Regions from separate parts of the Lactuca sativa genome. Here region 2 is linked to region 1. Evidence: chromatin contacts called from public Hi-C data. All regions are on one chromosome and are shown on one strand. Each heading gives the region's core, a stretch centred on a gene start, on an enhancer-like site or on the middle of the called end of the contact. The rest is flanking DNA. Distances are from core to core; before and after follow the strand shown.

The links. Hi-C and Micro-C count contacts between places; a contact is called where the count stands out from the background.
Region 2: a contact with region 1 is called in a Hi-C map of leaf, with 3 times the contacts expected there. The contact joins the promoter of LOC111895143 here to the promoter of LOC111912508 in region 1. A contact is called at or near these places in 3 of 4 Hi-C or Micro-C datasets (leaf and seed).

What each region holds. Positions count from the first base shown.
Region 1 is chr5:2,441,882-2,444,723 of Lsat_Salinas_v11, forward strand. It overlaps LOC111912508 (LRR receptor-like serine/threonine-protein kinase RGI3), which reads right to left and starts at 1,298. Exons shown (of 2, transcript XM_023908240.3): 1 at 1-1,298. The coding sequence starts at 1,148.
Region 2 is chr5:2,623,238-2,625,937 of Lsat_Salinas_v11, forward strand. It overlaps LOC111895143, which reads left to right and starts at 1,286. Exons shown (of 3, transcript XM_023891239.1): 1 at 1,286-1,339. The coding sequence starts at 1,286.

The DNA of each region.
Region 1 (2,842 bases), core at 48-2,547:
TTCCCGATCGAAATGGGGATCTCTCCCGTCAGTTGATTGTTATCAACTTCCAAATGAGTCAGAGCAGCGCAGTTTGTGATTTCCAGAGGTATCATACCTGATAATTGGTTCACCGACAACTGAAGCTCTTGAAGCTTCGACAGCCCTCCAAAACTCGTCGGAATATTTCCGGTTAACGAATTCTCAGATAAATCGATGGTCAAAAGCTGACTGCACCTTCCAATTTCTTCTGGAATCGTCCCGACTAAACTGTTCTGCCATAGCAGCACGCTCTCAAGCTTTCGAAGCTCCCCAATTAACCTCGGGATGGAACCAGTAATGGAGTTCTGGTATAAGTAGAGATTCCTGAGTTCAGTGCAGTTCCCGATTTCATCTGGAATAGGACCTGACAATAGCGACGTGTAGATAGCTATCGTCTGGACCCGTTTCAGCTTTCCGATGGATGCCGGAAGACTGCCGGAAATACTGGTTTCTGCAAGACCCAACATCACTAAATTGCTACAATTTCCAATCTCCTCCGGCAACTCTCCTTTCAGATTCTTGTTTCCCCCAGCTCTAATAACTTGAAGCCTCTCCAGCTTCCCTATACTCTTTGGGATCTCACCGCTCAACTGATTATCAAAAATCATCAAGTTTTCAAGACTTGAAAGATTCCCAATGTCCAGAGGGATTCCACCTTCCAGAAGATTGGTATTAAGAGACAGAGTTCGCAGCTTGTTTAGGCTGCAAATCTCGGGCGGGATTGAACCAGTAATCAAATTATCGGATATATCAATGAGCGTAAGCTGAAGGTAATCTCCGAACTCTTTGGGAATAGTGCCAGTGAGATTGGTGGATGAAAGAATAAGGGAATTCAAGAAGTTAAGAGGCTGTAAATTTGAAGGTAGCGGTCCTTGTATATCCAGAGAGTTTAATTTTATAGCGACCACATGAGCATCTGAATTGCATTGAATCCCTAACCAATTATTGCAAGGAGTTGGGTCAGAAGGATTCCAAGATTTCAATACATCTGTGGAGCTGTTTAACGTGTTTTTCCATGTTAGAAGAGCTTGACCCTGTATATCAATGGAATGGCAGATAACAGGGAAGAAGAAGAAGTAGAAGATTAGAGAAGAAGAAAGTTTGGGATTTCTTAAGGGTGCAGGCATTGCTCATGTGAGGAGAGGAGAGAAGAGAAGAGAAGAGAAGAACAGAGCAGAAGAGATGTGTTTTTTTTTTTTATGGGGATTGTTGAGGGGGGAACCCCATGTTTTGTTTATAGTAATTTATACAACAAGATTAAGAATTGCAGTCCATGTCCAACAGATCTGGATCCAACCAATCGCACTTTCATTTTTATATATAACCAATTAACCCAAGGGAACCCATGCATCTACTCTTCACTTACTTTACTTCTCGGCTTTAATTAATAACTATTACTATTATCATTATAATTTTTTTCCAACAATACTTCACTTCGATCCACACTTCTCTATTGCTTATCTAATAATATCAAACCGGTGTCAACCCAACTAAAACTCAATTTTCATATTGAAATTTAAAATCGAAACCAACCTAACTTTTTAATATTTATAAGCTAAAAAAGTTAGGAGTATATAAAGTTAACATAAGCGTTTGCCATGATTCTATTATTCCATAAACATGTTAACCGGTTGGGTTGGTGACATTGTAATTGGTAATTCCATAATGACACACCTCACACACTAAGGGTAAAGTAAAGGTGGTTTTTCTTTCTTTCTTTTCTTTTCTTTGTTTCTGATTTAATATATATATTGAAAGTTACATAGCAGTAGTAAAAGGAGGTGTATCTAGTAGTGAGTAGTGTTTTTCTGTTGTGAAAATTAAAGGTGTTTTGGCAGTTAGCTTTGTGTATACAGGCAGGTAAATGTTAATAATCCTTGGGGTTTGGTTTGGTTTGGTGCCCCCTTCTTTTTCCTTACATGTTTTGAGTTATAGTTTTCATTGTCAGCCCTAGACATGTTGTTCAATGACACCCCCTATATAGCTATATATATGCTTCTTTTTACTTTAATGCCCTCCATCCCCTGTACTTTTTTTTTTTTTCACTCAACAATCTATATATGCAATCTATATATGTATGTAGTCTTATATATGATGTATCTCTATATATAACTTCCTTCTTTTATCTTAGAAACATGCACGTCTAATTTGGTCATAATCATATCTTAAAAAATAGCAAAAAGAAGAAAAAATCTATGGTCCAGTGACAATTGTATGTTTTTGTTTGTAAAGATAATTGATTGATTATAATAGCTAGGTTAATAAGCCAAGGGTGAGGTGGTCCAATGACCATAAAACGTATTAAGGGTGGTCACCACCCAAGCAACTGGGTCTGGGTCATCCCCATGTTACTATATATTATATCTATCTATTATATCTATATATTATTGTTATTAAGGTTATAGTAATGGTATAACCAGAGACAAAGACAGCCTACATGTTTCTCGTCACAATTTTAATTTTATATGCTGCAAACGCAACCCTTTCTTTTTACTAAATCCAACCACACACATAAACCAACATATATACCTTTCTCAACTACAACTTTCATACTCCACCACAATTACATTAAACTTCATTGTGTACTGTTAATTATTATTTACATCATATTAAAGAATGATGTGATGAAATTAATAGTACGTTACAGATTGCAAAAATACTAATTACTAAACTCGCCTCAAAGTACTTGATTTTCATAAAATAACTTGTGTTTACAATTTTAATGCAGTAAAATTTATATATTCATTTAAATAGCTTATAATATTACAAGTAATAACTACAATCATATCTATTCTGATAATACAAAAACAGTAATGTAAAT
Region 2 (2,700 bases), core at 36-2,535, 180 kb after region 1:
TTAGTTAACATAGAATTATAAGTACTTGAAGAAATATTAAAGGATTGAAGTAGAGAACGTACCTTCGAAATCATTGGTGCATTGTCCCCTGATGTCGAAACAAAGTAACTACCAAGTGATTTTCTGTTCTTCATCCTCCTCATACCTTGCAAACATGGCTCCATGCGTTGGATTCCTCATTTCTTCTTCATCCGAGCCTGAAGACCATATTTGGTATTTTCCCTCATCCTCATCTTCTCCTCTCGCTACCAGTGACATCCCTTTCGATTTTTCCCTCACTTCTTCCAGCCTTTCAGAATAGTATGCCTCATCCTTAACCATATTCTTCTTTTCTTCTTTCTTCTTCAGCATGCAGTCATTGGTCATGTGATTTGCTCCATGACAGTAGTGACAATCAATTCCCGGATCACCCTTTATCTTTTTTTCTTGTTTCAAATCTTCACCCTTAACCTCTTTCTTCTCAAATGTCTTCTCATCACTAACTTTCCCAGTGTTACTTCCTTTCATTTCACCAGCTTTCGACTTAGCATCGAATGGTTTCTTATAAAACTTCTTTACTTTGTTGTTCGAGTAAAAAGCAACTGCTTCGTCATCAAAGTTGACGATAAGACCTTTGTCTTCAGAGCTTTCCTTTTTCAGTAGCTTCCATCTCACCTACTCTTCTCGATACCTTCGAAGCCAATGCTAATGGACCTCCCAGATTGATCTTTAACTCTTCAGCTATTTCATTCACTTCAGCTTCGTGAGCTTTTAGCAGGTTGTAATGATCATTAAGAGTCAAATAATCGAAGCTTTGTTGTGTCTTCATCATTAAGCTTACATTCCTCCACTCCTTGAGAAGCCCTATTGTGAAAGTAAGGTTGTATTCCATAGCAGACCTAGTAATTCCATCCCTTAATTCAATCAGACATTGCTTGACTGAACTAATTTTGGTCTTCTCACTACCTTGGTACTTTTTCTTCAGTGTATTCCAGATTTGTTTTGAGGTTTTGCAGGTTTGAACGTAATTATACACCATAGGAGGAAGAGCACCATGAAGCTCTCATGCATCTTTTCTCAATCTTTTGTAACCTTTCAGTTTGTTCAGTAACACTTTGAGTTGATGCAAAATTACCAATGCTTTGAACATATGGAGATGGATAAACATCATCAGCAATGCACTTACATAGCTCTTCATCGAGTTCATTCAAATAATCCTCCATTCGATCCGCCCATTGATCGTAATACTCTGGAATAAGCATAGGAATCTTTTTTTGAAGACCCTAGCAAATGAGAGAAAGAAGTCATGGTATTCATTTTGAAATTAGCCATTGATGTACTGACGATTTCAGAGAAAAGTGTAACAAATTTGAGATTAACAAGATGAATCAAAAGCAAATGAACACCAAACACTCAATTTGTCAATCGAAATGCATAATCAAATCAGAACTGAAGATCAACAAGGATTTTCAAGATCAAAAGTGCGAAAACTTTTGAATCTAGAATGAGATTCAAAAAGCTTTTGAGACATAAGAAAATCAAATCAAAACAGTTTGATTCCTACTCTGATACCAATTGTAGTTCCAATTGAATCGAGTAATCAAATAAAATCAAAGTATGAAATGATTTAGAACACCAGATCTAAATATAATTTTTTTGGCACGTTATATTGCTTGATCAGTTGAATACAACAGGAAAAGAGAGATGATTACAATCAGGATAAGGTTCTTAACCTCTAAAAGTATCCTTCCCATATTTATAGGGAAAACTGAAAGCACAAAACATATAAGGACAGTCGACATTTAAGCTTCGTTACAAAGTAGTCCTTAAAATAAAATACAATCCAAATTCTACATTACAAGTAACAAAGATAATTTCGACATCTCACAACCTTCGAACCCCAACAGGGTGTGGATACCTTTCTTGTCACAATGTGTTCGAAATCCCGGAGGGCAGCAGATCCCACATGAACTCCGCAATTAAGCGTGCCCGAGCGAGAGCAATCCAGGGATGGGTGACCCCTGGGAAGTTTTCGTGTCGGGAGCCCAAAGCGGACAATATTGTGATATGTGTTAGAGGGGATGTTACAAATGGTATCAGAGTTGGGGCACGGGTCGACGTGTTCGACGGGGACGTCGAACCCTATAATGCAGGGGGGTGAATGTGGGTTGCACCTAATCCTATGAGGAAAAAACATTTCCTTACAAGGGGTATGGATACCTTTCTTGTCACAACGCGTTTTAAATTCGTGAGGGCAACAGATCCTATAAGAACTCTACAGTTTAGCATGCCCGAGTGAGAGCAATCCAAGGATGGGTGACCACCTAGGAAGTTTTCATGTCGGGAGCCCAAAGCGAACAATATTGTGATAGGTGTCAGAGGGGGATGTTAGATATCAATTCAAGTTTATACCAATTATATTTATGGTCTTAGACAACCAATCCAATAGTTTTTGAGGCTTGATCAAATTCAGTTCAATGTACAATGTGAAGGTTCCTCCAAAGGAATCTTCTATCTTGATCTCTTTCAAGATGCTGTCAATATATGCATAAGTATATAAATTTTTAACATTAATTTCAATCTATCCAGATAGATTTTACATTCCAAGAATGTATCTTCTCATTCTTAAGTCTTTCATTTTAGAAACACATTATGAGTCAAAGTGAAAGGGTATGTCATGGTTAGAATGTAATTTCTCATGATTCAGTATGTCTCATTCAT